5 separate regions of the Mus musculus genome follow, and all the other regions are linked to region 1. A link is a contact called in public Micro-C and promoter capture Hi-C data. All regions are on one chromosome and are shown on one strand. The core of a region is the stretch at or near the end of the contact, and the rest is flanking DNA. Distances in the headings are between cores, read along the strand shown. Region 1 holds the start of Zfpm1 (zinc finger protein, multitype 1). Region 2 holds the start of Foxl1 (forkhead box L1). Region 3 holds the start of Nup133 (nucleoporin 133). Region 4 holds the start of Fanca (Fanconi anemia, complementation group A). Region 5 holds the start of Fendrr (Foxf1 adjacent non-coding developmental regulatory RNA).

Region 1 (2,724 bases), core at 81-2,580:
CCTCCCGGATTTCCGGGCAGGTCTGAGTTCAAGAAGGAAAAACCTGAGGTTCCCTCCCCTCCCCTCCAATTAGGCATAAGACTGAACCACTTGAGGCTACCCACAGTCATCGGAAGCTGCAAATCTCATACTGAAGCTTCCTTCTGGATCAGAGTCTCTGTCAACTTTCAAAGTCCAGCAAAAATTTAGTGTCCAGGCCTCGGGCATCCAGACCCCACTGCTGGCTCCCTGAAAGGCACAGCTTCAAGGGGCAGCACAACTTAAGCCATGGGGGCGGAGCTCCAGAGCGGAGGGGCAGGGCCAGACAAGCTAGGGGCCTGTGCCGCGGGGCTGCTGCACAGGTCTCCAAGGGGCAGAACAGGTCTCCAAGTCCTAAATAGGCCTGCGGACATAACCTCAGGAAACTACAACTAACTAAGAAGGCTAGAGGTCTATCTAGAAACGAGGGTGGGAATTCGGGACAAGGCCGGCGCGACCTGGGGCCAGCCCAGGGGCCAGCCCGGAGGAGGTGAGGACAAAGCTGAGGATTGGACAGACGTGGGCAAGGCCTGTGTTGGGGGCGGGGAAGGACCAGGCCTGTGCGAAGGACTACGGAGCAGAGGCGGGGCCAGGGAGAAGGCGGGCCTACGGAGGCGTGGCGAAGGCAAAGAAGGAGGAGACGTGGGCGGAGCCAGCACCTGGAAGGGCGGGTTGTGGGCGTGGCCAGCAGGGTGGCAAGGAATACAGGGGCGGAGCCCGTGGGAAGGACTAGTAAAGGGGCGGGATCAGTTTGAGGACAGCTGAGGCTGTGCTCTTGTGAGGAGGACGAGCAAAGGGAGTCAACAAGAGAGTGTAGCTGAGGAGCAGGGTCACTGTGAGGGCGGGGCAGGGGCAGGGACAACGTGGGGAGGACAACTGATAGGCGGGATCAGGGTAATAAGGTTGCTGAGGGACAGGGTCGACGAAAGGAGGACGGCTGAGGAGCGGGGGTCAATGTGAGGAGGACGGCTGAGGGGCGGGGTCAACGCGAGGAGGGACGGCCGAAGGGCGGGACCAATGTGGGAAGAATCGGCTGAAGGGCGGGGTCAGCGCGAGGAGCACAGATGAGGGGTGGAGCCAGCGCGAGGACAGAAGGCCCGGCCCAGGCTGGGTGAGTACGCGGAAGTCGGTGCAAGCAGAGAAAAGACGAGCGCTAGTTTGGGGCGGGGCCAGTGGGAAGGACGGCCTGAGGGCGGGGTCAGCACGGGTGGGAAGGCGCTACCGCGGAGGACGGTCCGGGGCGTGGCGAGAGGCGGGGCCCGCCGCCAGCTACGCGAAGGCCCCGCCCGCCTGGCCAGCCTGCGGGGAGCGCCCTGGCGGCGGCCGCCGGTTCGCCGCTCGCGGCTCGCAGGTTCCATTGAGAAAAGCTGAGCGGCGGCGGCGGCGGCGTCTGCGCCGGAGCAGAGAAGCCGCCACCAGCCCGCCGCCCGCCGGGCAGTCCGCGCGCCCGAGCGCAGGGCCGTGGCCTCGGGCCTCCGCGGCGGCGCCGGCGGCCCACGCGCGGCGCGGCGGGCTGGGGGCGCGGGCCGAGGCAGCCGTGGAGCCCGCGGGCCGGGGGCATGAGCCGCCCCGCTACCCCGCCGCGCCCCTGCCGCCCGCCGCCGCCCGCCAGGGGCTAGAGGCGGCCGCCGCGAGGGCGCGCGGCGCCGGAGACATGTCCAGGAGGAAACAGAGCAATCCCCGGCAGATCAAGCGTGAGTCAAACTTTGCCCGTGGTGCCCGCCAGACCCCCGCTGGCGCCCCGCCGCCCCGCGCCGCCCCTGCGCGGCCGCCCAACCCCGCTGCGCCCGCGACCTTCACCCCGCGCCGCGCCCCCCGCGCCGAGTGCCAAGCGCGCCGTAATCTAATCTCTGCCGGCGGGCAGGGCCCCCGCGTCTCAGCATGGGCACCCAGGGGGTCCGGGCCCCAGAGAGGGTGGCGGGTCCCGAGAGCCGGAAGGAGAGTGTCTGGGGGCGCGGCTCCAGCAGAGCCGGGCCACCTCGCAGCCTGCACCTCCCCCGCATCCGAGATGGTGCGGCGATAGGGCGGCCCCGATCTGGGCTCAGATAAAGTTTAAAATATTCCATTCTGCAAGTCCCATCCTGATAAGATCGCTCTGTCGGGACGGGCTGAAATTGTGATCTTATCTGGCGTGCTTGACTCTCCCAGGCTTTGTATCTAGAGGCAGAAGGAGAAAGACCTGGGAGTAAGGGGGACTTGGGACTGCGGGGACCGGCCGGCGCCCACCGCAGCGCTTTGGCTGCAGAGCGACAAGGCAGCGGAATAGGTAGTGGAGGCTGCTCCAACCTAGGCATTTGGCACTGGCTGACCAAACCCCCTTTATCCGCTCCGGCTCTGGAGTTTTCGATCCGACCTCTGCCTGCTGGGGGACATGTGGAGATCCGACCCACCAACTGCCCCTAACAACGCTACACGAATGGATGCCCATGGGCACCGCTCTCTCCACCTCCATCCGAGGGGTTATCCTGAACCATCCAGGGACCTCAGGCACTCAAACGTTGTTCCCGAGTGAAGTTTCTCGCAGGTTCTCCCGTGGGCACTTTCCCGAGCAAGGCAGACCCTATAATCCTACATCATCCGTGCCCCCCTACAGTAAGACCCTCCTGGGCTCTTGGGGCTACCAGGTTGCGGGGCCTCTTGGCTGCTCTAGGAGCGAGTAAGCACACAGGAAGAGCTCCTCCCCACGCCACACCAATAATAACTTCG
Region 2 (2,700 bases), core at 18-2,517, 1.2 Mb before region 1:
CTTCCAGTGGGTGGCAGAAGTTTTTTCTTTACCTATGACACCACCAAATAACACCACCAAATGCTTCTTCTTTGGCAGAGAAGGAAGGGGTGGGGGGCTACTAACCCAGATCTTGACACAGTTTCCACTTGCTTTCAAAGAATAATTGCGTGCAGACATCATGAACAGAGACTGCCTCCTCAAGGCTAACCTGCATCCGTACCGTACCCGGATGGAGGGGAGCCACTTGGAGAGATGCCCCTTTTAGAATGAGCAGCATCCAGGAGTTTGGATTCAAAGTTTGACATGGTTAAATGTAAAACGAGACGGGTGGGGGATGCTTACACCCCTGGGTGGGTGGGTGTGTGTGTGGGGGGGACCAGCATGCAGGCTTTACAAATGCTTAATGTAATCACCAAGCAGCTGCACACACTTGTAAAGCTGTTGTAACCCCCTCCTTGTTATAAACAGGAAAGTACAGCGTATGGAGCTAAGGACCTACATTCACGAACACCAGCTCCCCGCCAGCTGCCACCCTCCCCCTTTATGGTGTGCCTGGCTAGGAACCTTAGCCAGACCCAAGGACCTTGTTGTCCCCCCCCCGCCCCCCCACACTTTCCAAGGGGAGTTGTTTTGTATTCTTCCTCTGGCCAGCCAAGGTAGGGGACCAGATACTCTGCCCATCCACAGCTTTCCAGAGCTGTCTGCTTTCCACCTCCAAAAACGTTGGCTACTGAGATCCAGTCATTTGAGTCTCCTGGAACCCCGTTAGGTGGGGCCTCTTCGACAGTAGTCCCCTAGAGAGTGCTCATCTCTGTAAGGTGTGTGTGTGTGTGTGTGTGTGTGTGTGTGTGTGTGTGTCTACTGTCTTCCGAGTTCCCAAAGTGCAGACAACGGTGCTATCTCTACAATGCCCTAAGCTTGGGGAAATCAAAGCTCTTTTGTGGGAGGATCCCCAAGACCAGATTACAATGTACCCCTTGGCTTCCCCACCCCCATCTCCATTCCTCCTTTCTGGCCTACCAGACCCAGCTTGGGGAGAGCCACCCGTCCCTCCACATCCTGCCTCGCTGACTGTGTGCTTACAGCGTCAAGGGGTGGACGTGGTATTTCAAACATCAGATCAGTGCGTTTATATATTGGGTGCCCGGAAATTTTTCCAAATAAACACAGCTTGATTCAACTTGGGTGGGCGGACTTATCAACAGACTAATTCTATAAACAAATGAAGACTAGCCCCGAAACCGATTGGTTGGTATCAAAAAGACACGTGGAGGGAAGAGCTGGGAGATTTTCAGCAATGAAATTTTAATTAATGTGGGTGGGCTGAGAACACAAGGACTGTTTATCATAGACAATTTATTTTCCAGCGCTAAGTCAACACATAATAGCAAACTTACAACAATTATTTAACATTTTTAAAGCCATGAAGAAGGGACAAAGCGCGCAGCGGCTGGGGAGAGCGGCTGATCGCAGGGCAGTCGCACAGAGGGCTCCCCAGGAGGGCCCTGGTGCGGGGCAAAGTCCTTAGGACTCCCCGGTGGAGCGGAGAGGCTGCTGTCGCCATGAGCCACCTCTTCAGTCCCCCGCTGGCCGCTCTGGCAGCCTCGCCGCTGTTGTACGTGTACAGCCCCGAGAGGCCTGGGCTGCCCCTGGCCTTCGCCCCTGCGGCTGCACTGGCCGGCCCGGGCCGCGTCGAGCCCCCGCAGAAGCCGCCCTACAGCTACATCGCTCTTATAGCCATGGCGATCCAGGATGCTCCCGAGCAGAGGGTCACACTGAACGGCATCTACCAGTTCATCATGGATCGCTTCCCGTTCTACCACGACAACCGCCAAGGCTGGCAGAACAGCATCCGCCACAACCTGTCGCTCAACGAGTGCTTCGTGAAGGTGCCACGTGAGAAGGGGCGGCCGGGCAAGGGCAGCTACTGGACCCTGGACCCCCGCTGCTTGGACATGTTTGAGAACGGCAATTATCGGCGCAGGAAGAGGAAGCCCAAGCCCGCCGCGGGTTCCCCGGAGGCCAAGCGCACCCGGGTCGAGCCGCCGGAGTCCGAGGTGGGCTGCGATGTAGGGTCCCCGGACCTGGCCACTGCACTCCCGACGCGCGCGCCGGATCGCTCCCAATCCCCGGCAGTAGGCACCGCGCGGCCCGCGCTCCTTCCCTGGCCCGGCCCTGAGCCCCGGGACCCCGACGCGGACCTCACAGTCCAGGGCGCAGGGGCAGTGGCAAGCGGCCAGCTCCAGCGTCCGGCACACCACCTGGGGTCCCCTCTGTGCCCCGCCCCCAGCGGCTCCCCAAAAGGTTCCAAGTCAAAGAGTTTCAGCATCGACAGCATCTTGGCCGTGAGACCGACGCCAGCCTCAGGGGCCGAAGCACCGGGGATCCCTAAGCCCGTGCCTGGCGCGCTGGGCTCCTCTCTGCTGGCTGCCTCCTCCGGCCTAGCGCCTCCCTTCAACGCTTCGCTGGTCTTCGACGCGCACGTCCAGGGCGGCTTTTCCCAGCTGGGGATTCCCTTCCTTTCTTATTTTCCTCTGCAGGTTCCCGAGGCCACAGTGCTTCGTTTCCACTAAGGCGGATTAGCGGCTGCTTCCCTGCCTCGCGATCCCCCCACCTCCAGTGAGCCAATGCCTGTGGGCGAAGGAGTCGCCCCGGTCTCTGCCCTGGCAGAGACTGAGGGTTTGGAGCAGCGTACCCGTGCCGGCCAAAGTCGTGCAC
Region 3 (2,700 bases), core at 130-2,629, 1.7 Mb after region 1:
GCAAAAATGATGTATCAGAACATATATGCATCTTACTATCTTTTTAACCCATCATATATACATATATGTGTGTGTGTGTATATATGTGTATATATATATATATGATTGTATGATAGATAGATAGATATCGAAAAGCAAGTGCTCTTATCCCCAGAGCCATCTTTCCATCCCAGAAATTCACTTTTGAAAGATGAACAGAAGAAATTCTTCTAGAAAAAGGTAACCCAATTCTGAATTTTCGTGTTAATTACATTGAGGAGGGTAACAATTCTACTATACATGTGGACTTGGCAGCACACCAGCATCTTTAGTGAAGCACGCTCTCTCTCTCTCTCTCTCACACACACACACACACACACACACACACACAAAGTGCTTTTATGTAACCTAGTCACAACCATCACATTTTGTGGCCCAAGTCCTTTAACTGCCAATCAGTATGTAGTAATAAGCATTTGCTAGGCACTGAGAAAACATTTTTGCCAGGTTTGTAGGCTCTTACCATGACTCAGATAGGTGTACTGAATCCTGAGATGCTGAGATCCTGACTTAAAGCTGGAAGTGTTAAACAAAATGATGGTAGCCAGACAAGCTACTGCATGCTTGAAATAGAAGAATCTTAAAAGTGGATTGAGCAAAGTCAGCCTAGGGTACGTAGCATGGGCTGTCCCAAAGTGGACAGGACTGAGTTCCAGGCTGCATTCCTACACTATATCACAAAAAGACTACACCAGACCAAATGTTACTCGTGTCAAACGCCACAGAGTCAAACCACAACTTTAAACAAACAGCAGCCCGACACTGACCTGTGTCAACATAATAAAGAAATGACTTTTTAATCTTTACAATAATCTGAAGTATGTTCCTACCTTGCAAGCGTAGTGCTCAAAAGGTTCTTTCATTCTTTTCTGTAGCGCGGAGACAGAGTGAATCCATGGGTCCAATAAAGAGTTAAACAGAGAACGGGCAAAACGAGGGCCACCATTAAGCAGCGACAATAAAACGCGAGAATGACCAGAAGTACTTTCGAACTCTGCGGCAGCTTACCCCACTGCCAGGCTCCACCTCCCCGCTGTGGAGCGGACCCCGCTGGTCCCCGAACCCCCACTTACCGTGAGCTCACCGAGCTGCGCCGGCCTGCGGGCGAGAACAGCACGGGCGAGTTAACCGCAGATCCCAGAGACAGACCCCTCCTGCTCGCTCTAGGCGTGGACGTGGGCCCGATCCCGACTAGCGGACCGCGTCGGGTCCCCGGCCCTGGGGTTCGCGGAGAGGAGACGCTCGGAAACATGTTTGCAGAGAGCGTGGAGGAAGCGGCACTCGCGGGCTAATAGCGAGAACCTCGCGCGCCCGGAGCTTGAACACCTGAGGGGCGGGAAGGCGCCTAGAGATGACGTAAGGGGGCGCTCAGCGAGTAGGGAGGGGAAGGCGCATGGCAATGACGTCAAAGATCGGCGCCGAGACTCGGGGCAAGGTCGGAACTGGGAGCGCTTTGTTGACGTCACATCCAGTACCGGGGAGGGGCGGGGCAGGCGATTTGGAGTCCTGCGACCCGATTCACCGCGGTGGATCCAGTGCTCCGGACCGAGAGCTTGCCAGAAGCGCCGGTCTCCGGCTGGAGCTGACCCTCCGCGGCGAGCGTGGGCTGGGGAAGGAGGCGCCCGTGGGCGGAGCTGAGGAAGTCGCGCTCTGGGCGGCGGTGGTGTGCTCACAGTTTTTCCCAACCTAATTCAGATCGGTTCAGGCTTGTTCTTCGTTCGATTGTCTGGGCTCTGCAGCGGGTTGCAGCTTTTTGCTTTCCAGGCACAGCTTGCATTTTGATGGGTCTGTCCTACTGCCGGAGATTCGGAAATGACAGTGCCCCCAGTCCCCGGGCATGTTCACTCTCATCGCTGCCCCTGAAGTTCCAGACCCTAGTAGAAGCCGATAGCAGGCGTGCACACAGTTCTGTTAGTCCTCTGCGGCTGTTTCGGAAGACCGTAGTGTGTGTATGGGGGTGTCTTTTCCATTCTGCTCCCCACATTACTAAACAGTGAACTGAGATTAGCCCGAGGCTGTACTAGAGTTTGTAAATATTCAGGGCTGATAACTGCCCAGGGACCCTTGCTGAACTTGTGAGGTCCCTTGTTACTTCGGGTGGCCTTTCCTTTTCGGTTTTTTCATTGTGTCCCACTTAGACAACATTGTAGCCAGACTTTTGACCACTTTATGGGTTCCTATTTCTACCACTTGTCTCCCTCTCAACCCCCCAACACTAGGTAGGAGAAAGAAGGCTAGAGGAAAAGGGGGCTTCGATATCCGTAGACTACTTCCTGCTGATAGAGGCATCGAGTTCCTTGGGGCAGTTTTGATCTTTTAAGAGCTCAGAAAGCCAGAAGGAGGGCATTGGACTCTGAAGTTAGTTACAGGGGGGTTGTGCGCCACCTAGCATGGGTGCTGGGAATTGAACTCGGAAAAAAAAAGAAAAGCATTTAGAAGTAGCTACTTGAGCCAGGTGTGGCTGCACACACCTATAATCTCTGTAGGACCAGAAGTTGTTCAAAGCCACCCTGGGCTACATGAGACACTGTCTCAAATGCCAACAAACAAACCCAATTACCTGAGAGACCATTATGGACACAAGGTTGTTAGGCATATCAGAAGTAAATACAGTGGGAGGGGGTAGGGGGAGAGAGAACATGGAAGGGAGGAGTCATCTCT
Region 4 (2,700 bases), core at 118-2,617, 1.0 Mb after region 1:
AAGGCCTAATTGGTTCTCTTTGGTGGATTATGAAAGATTTCAATCACCCTCATGTTTCTATATATGCGTTTTCTGTCACAGTCTGTGTTTGCTGCAAAGAAACAATGTTTATCTTAATATTTAGAACAATTCCAGTGTCTGCAGTGAATGTTTCAGTCAAAGTGTCTCCAAGAGAGGGCTGTCCATCCAATTTGGGTGCAGCGCATGTCAACAAACGGTAAAGTCGGCTTCTGGGACAAAAAGCATCCCTTTGTCAGCAGTGAATTCCTCCACCCCACACCCACACAGGTTACAAACACTGCTCTCTTCCCCTGGGTGTTTCTCTGGAACACCGCTGAGCCATCTCTCCAGCCCCCAGAATTTCTATTGCTGTAATAAAAACACCATGACCAAAAGCAACTCGGGATGCTTCTTTCAGCTTACAACTTGTACTCCATCTTGCTGGGTGTGGTGGTGCACGCCTTTAATCCCAGCACTTGGGAGAGAGAGGCAGGCGGATCTCTGAGTTCGAGGCCAGCCTGGTCTACAGAGTGAGTTCCAGGACAGCCAGGATTACACAGAGAAAAACAAACAAACAAACAAAAACCAGATTGTACAGGAATCAACCCTCCAGCCCCTCGAGTACTTTTCCCAGAAGGAATTTATTAAAGCCTTTCATGAATTATTAAATGTACTACCCAACTACTTTCATCTCCAAAGACATAAAATATAAAATACACTCAGCTCTCCTCCCACCTGGTTTGCCGGCACCAGTTACTCGCCAAGTACTCAGGCTTAGAAGGACATTAAAAAGATTATGATCTGGCTTGGCTCCGAACATCCAACCTGCTCAGCCAGGACAACTTCCTCTTACCTCTAGCAAAAGGTCATGCATATTTTGATGGTATCTCAGGAGTTTCAGAGCAGAATCCTTTAATTTCTGTTCCCTTTCAGGATCATATTTTTGCTTTTTGACTCTGCCCGCTAAAGATATTTTAAAAAGAAAAAAAAATTGCTCAGAAAATTATAGTGCAACGTACACAGGGTGACACGCTGCGCGGAGGTCCAGAGAGAAGCTGTCCAAGTCTGGACAGTCACCTAGCGCTTGCAGCAAGCGGCAGGACCAGGAAGCCTGGGGCCCATGGCCCTAAGAGGACCAGCGCGGCCCAGGACGGCTGACTCGCGGGCAGGGCTGAGCCACGCTGGGATCTGAACCCGGACCCCGAAGAATGGAGGGACCGCACTGGCGCTGGTTGGGGGTCAGAAGGCAGAAATGGCAAGACCTACCCAGCAGCTCGGTCCAAGTTTTTCGGAGGCCCCGGGGCCCACCACCCATGGCAGCACCCCTAGCCGGCGAGCCCGGCATAGCGTCTGGAACACCGGCTCTGCAGCCCGCGCTGCCTTCCGATTGGCCGCGGCCAGGCGCTGGCGCTCATTGGCTAGGAGCATGCTTGACCACACCCCCGAGGGCGGACCCTTGCTCTGTGGCCCTCTTCCTCTTGGTTGTAGTACTTGTCCCGGAGTCTGGCTGCGTTCGGGTGGCAGAGAAGGCAGTATGGTGGCAGCCTTGGTGCAATACACCTGCGCCTGACAACTTAGAGGGAAAGTGGCGCAGAATTGCTAATGGCCCAGAGCTTGGCCTGGGGAGATCACGTGACAAACTGGACCCAGGTTTTCGGTAAAAAAAAAAAGCACTTTTACCTGCTTTGTTCAAAACTACACAGGATCGATCCGAGTACTCTGCTGTGCTTATTTGACTCTGAGGGAAAATTGACCAAAGGAGTTCTGGTGCTGGGGTGTGACTTTCAAGGGTTGAAATTAGAGTTGCTATCACTCCCCGCTAAGCGCTCAAAGTACTTAGGAAGGAAAAACAGCCACAAAAACGCTGTCATTCTTGTTTCTTCCTTTTTTAAATCCACCTTACGTGCGGGGCGGTGCTGTAATCTCAGCATTCCGAAGGCAGAGGCAGGTGGATCTCGGTGAGTTGGAGGCCAGCCTGATCTACCGAGCGAGTTCCAGGACAGCCAGGGCTACACAGAGAAACCCCGACTCTAACAAACAAACAAGCAAACTGAAGGAGGGCATTATGTGCACTGCAGCCACTGTCCTTGATTTTCAGCATTACCCCAGGTGTGTGCACACGCAGACACTAGTGGAAGACAGGACACTAGAGACAGGCTTGAACCGGCCATAGTAGCCAGGTTGTGATTAAAATTCACCCAGCCTGGAATCAGTCAGCAGCTGGAGGAGCCATTATCAGAGCCAGAGCAGAGCAGACAAAGATTGACCGAAGTTTCCCAGGAATCAGGCTTATCTGCCTCCATGACCTGGAGGTGCTACGGTCACACTGGGAGCCAAAAAGTCACTTTACCCATCAAAGAGAACACTTAAAGATATAAAACTGAAGAGAACCAATTTTTTTTTAATGTATTTCTACAAAATTTCATCACTATGGCCAGGACTCGTCCCAGTTCAGGATCAAATGTGTCTGGCAGCCCCACGTTGCCTCTAGCATCAGAAGTGCCCTCAGAGAGGAGCATCAGAGAGCTGCTCTGCCTATTAGAAGATGTGGCTCAAGGCTGGCTCAGTGGTTAAGAGCACCGACTGCTCTTCCGAAGGTCATGAGTTCAAATCCCACCAACCACATGGTGGCTCACAATCATCCATAACGAAATCTGATGCCCTCTCCTGGAGTGTCTTCAGACAGCTACAGTGTACTTA
Region 5 (2,700 bases), core at 9-2,508, 1.2 Mb before region 1:
CCTCTGACAGCGGTCTGTGGGAGTTCGGGAAGGGGGGCAGATCTGGAGGTCACCTATGGGCACACATCCTTTAACTGGAAAAGAGCTTCACGTCCCCTCGATTTGGAGGCACCCTTGATCTGAGGTCAGAGGCAAGGCTGGACTGGGGCAGCATGCAAAATACAGCCTGTGCCGGCTCGGAAAATGGGCGCCTTCCTCAGCTCACTTCTCGCTAAAGGCCAGCTATGTAGCGCCCTTCTGAGAACTTCCCTCCCTGAGGTACAGCCCAGAGTCCTCAGGTCTGCAATTGCCAGTGTAAGAGGAAAAAAAAAAAAAACAAACCGTAAATAAAAAGAAAATAATGGAGAGGAAAAGAAAGGAGAAAGGGGGGGAGAAGAAAACTTGGGGGTGTGGGAATGTGTGGCCTGGGGTGGAAGGGTGCGCTCTGGCCTACAAGGCCCATTCTTGTGATCCTGTGGCTCTGTGTGGGCGAAGGCACAGTCCAGCAGCGTGCAGGCTACATGTGGTGCGCCCTTCCAGGGTGGGGCCCCTTAACTGTACTTAAGTCCCGTGAGAAGGCAGACGCCAGTCTGTGGATGGTGCTGAGGGGTGCTGTCTAGGCCGACTGTGTGGCGCAGAAGCCGGCTTGCTAGAGCGTCTATGTGCACGAACACATAACCACACATAAGCGTCCACCTCCCTTCTTCCTCCCTTTTAATTTAGTTGGACCACAGAGTTCTAAAGTCTGTCCTGGAGAAAGGAACGGGATGGCGACTCTCGCCTCCTGCGAACCCGGTTCTGCCAAAGGAGGCAGCTACAGAGCAACAACCTAAGTCAGTAAGCCCCCAGACCCTCGCACAGATGTGCCAGGCGCCTCGAAGACGACAAGGCGCCTACCACCAAAGCTGAAGGCGTGGGGGTGGGGAGAAGATGGGGAACCGAGAATCCAAAGAAACTTGAGGCCAGCGGGCTTTGAAGGAGACCCGCAGACATCTCTTCTTGCAACTCGCGCCAGGGCGCAGCCGCCTAGCTCCAAGGTCCCTCGCACCAACTCCTGTAAAGGTCCCCTTCGTCACCCGCCCTGCCACTAGGGCTTCCCGCGCGCGCGCGCGCGTGTCTGGGCTGCGGAAGGCCCACACTCACCTGGTTTCGAGCGCGCAAGTCCACCTGGGATCGTGAATCGTCCTGCGCCCCGCATCATCTCTCCAAGGCCGCGACCCCGCAGCCAGGGCCGCTCCCTGACGCGCTCCCCGCCTGCGCCACCCGCTTTCCGGAACCCGGCCTGGCGCGCAGCGTCGGAGGCCCCGCGGCGGCGGCAGGCCGAGCCCATAGGGGCATCAGGCCAACTCCCCCCGCGCCCGCGGGCTTCTCTACTCTTATTATTAAAGGATCCCCCGGAACGTGTTTACGTTGAGCCTTGTAAACTTCCTGCCCCGGACTTTGCCATCTCTCAGGAAATCAGAACCTGCGCTTGTAAAAGGGGACACGGGGCCGCGGGGCCAACTAAGCGGATTTCAGAGTTAAGCGTGGGGGGAGGGGGCTCCGAGGAGACTTTGCTCTGTGAATTCAGATCTGAGAGTGGCAGCTTCCCGGGGGACCCTGGGGAACGTGAGTGGGGAGCGCACTGGTGCAAGCCTGCGCGTCTAAGTTGGTGATTAGAGGATTCGCTTGGGGGCATCGTTGTGTGTGCGCTCCGGGCGCGTGTTAATGCACGCGTGTGCGCGCTTTCATGAATGAGTGCACGAAGCCGCCTGCTAGGGAACCTGTGCGGTTCGTGGCACTGCACGACCTGAAGCCACTCTCCGGGTCCCGCTTGCAGCGCTTGGAGACAAAGCGCCCGCTAAGCCGCCTGCGGTTTCGTTTTCCGCCCGCCCGCGCTCGGCTGGGGCAGTGGCTGCAGCGCGGTTGGGCGAGTCCGAGGAGCGCCGGGCGCCGGCGCAGCGCTTCCCAGGGCGGGGAGTGAGGGGAGGCGGTCCCTCTCGGGAACTTACGCCGTCCTGCCCCGGGGGCCGGGAACCCAATCGCTCTCTCTGCCCGCGCTGGTCACGACCCAAGGCCTCCGCCACCGCCGCAGCCCAGCGCGCCGGGAAGACCGGAGTCCCGGGCGCGTGTCCAGCCCGGTCATCCGGGCCTAGGAGGCGGGGACCGGCACACCGGGTCCAGGTCGGCAGAGGCGGGGCAGGCTTCGCAGTCCGGGGAGCGGGGGTGGAGGGGGGCTGGGGACGCGTGGGGAGGGACCTGGGGGGCTTGAGCCCACTGAATAGCTACGGGGGATCGGACACTGCAGGCTGCGGGGGCGCAAAGGCGTGCACCGGCGGGGGGGGGGAGTAGGCGGGGGGGGCGGTGCCGGGCCCCCTGATGCGCGTGGCCTCCCGCAGGGAGGAGGAGGAGAATAGCGCGCCTGGGGAGGGCGGGCTTGCGGGGGAGGCGCGCTCGGGAGCCGCAGTGACGGCAGAGGTGCAGCCGCCCCGCGCAGCCCCCTCCCCTCCCTCCCCTCCTGCTCCTCCTCCTCCTCCCGGCTCGGCAGCGCAGAGCAGCGGCGGCAGCGGCGGCGGCAGCAGCCACCCGATGTCCGCGCCCGACAAGCAGCAGCCGCCGCACGGCGGGGGCACAGGAGGAGGCGGCGGCGCGGGCGGCCAGGCCATGGACCCCGCGGCGGCGGGCCCCACCAAGGCCAAGAAGACCAACGCCGGCGTGCGGCGGCCGGAGAAGCCGCCCTAC

The links. Promoter capture Hi-C pulls out the DNA fragments that hold promoters and counts their contacts. A called contact is a pair of places that touch in the nucleus more often than the background predicts. Capture Hi-C pulls out chosen DNA fragments and counts their contacts.
Region 2: a contact with region 1 is called in a promoter capture Hi-C map of embryonic stem cells, with 2.4 times the contacts expected there. The contact joins the promoter of Foxl1 here to the promoter of Zfpm1 in region 1. A contact is called at or near these places in 1 of 39 promoter capture datasets (embryonic stem cells) and 1 of 484 Hi-C or Micro-C datasets (B cells).
Region 3: a promoter capture Hi-C map of liver shows a contact between it and region 1, with 4 times the contacts expected there. The contact joins the promoter of Nup133 here to the promoter of Zfpm1 in region 1. A contact is called at or near these places in 1 of 484 Hi-C or Micro-C datasets (CD8 T cells) and 1 of 9 other capture datasets (liver).
Region 4: a promoter capture Hi-C map of pre-B cells shows a contact between it and region 1, with 4 times the contacts expected there. The contact joins the promoter of Fanca here to the promoter of Zfpm1 in region 1. A contact is called at or near these places in 2 of 39 promoter capture datasets (cranial neural crest and pre-B cells) and 3 of 115 datasets of contacts at active chromatin or transcription factors (large pre-B cells, pancreatic cancer cells and pro-B cells).
Region 5: a contact with region 1 is called in a Micro-C map of embryonic stem cells, with 6 times the contacts expected there. The contact joins the promoter of Fendrr here to the promoter of Zfpm1 in region 1. A contact is called at or near these places in 1 of 484 Hi-C or Micro-C datasets (embryonic stem cells) and 1 of 115 datasets of contacts at active chromatin or transcription factors (embryonic stem cells).

What each region holds. Positions count from the first base shown.
Region 1 is chr8:122,280,811-122,283,534 of GRCm38.p6, forward strand. Zfpm1 (zinc finger protein, multitype 1) reads left to right here and starts at 1,331. Exons shown (of 10, transcript NM_009569.4): 1 at 1,331-1,712. The coding sequence starts at 1,673. The region is part of intron 1 of Gm39269 (a long non-coding RNA gene); the gene reads right to left. RefSeq lists an enhancer at 1,945-2,188.
Region 2 is chr8:121,126,418-121,129,117 of GRCm38.p6, forward strand. It overlaps Foxl1 (forkhead box L1), which reads left to right and starts at 1,268. Exons shown (of 1, transcript NM_008024.2): 1 at 1,268-2,700. The coding sequence starts at 1,545. The coding sequence ends at 2,555.
Region 3 is chr8:123,947,886-123,950,585 of GRCm38.p6, forward strand. It overlaps Nup133 (nucleoporin 133), which reads right to left and starts at 1,380. Exons shown (of 26, transcript NM_172288.2): 1 at 1,113-1,380. The coding sequence starts at 1,291.
Region 4 is chr8:123,317,209-123,319,908 of GRCm38.p6, forward strand. Fanca (Fanconi anemia, complementation group A) reads right to left here and starts at 1,368. Exons shown (of 43, transcript NM_016925.3): 1 at 1,267-1,368; 2 at 854-963. The coding sequence starts at 1,345.
Region 5 is chr8:121,081,852-121,084,551 of GRCm38.p6, forward strand. It overlaps Fendrr (Foxf1 adjacent non-coding developmental regulatory RNA), which reads right to left and starts at 1,259. Exons shown (of 6, transcript NR_045471.2): 1 at 1,123-1,259. Foxf1 (forkhead box F1) reads left to right here and starts at 2,535. Exons shown (of 2, transcript NM_010426.2): 1 at 2,535-2,700. The coding sequence starts at 2,548.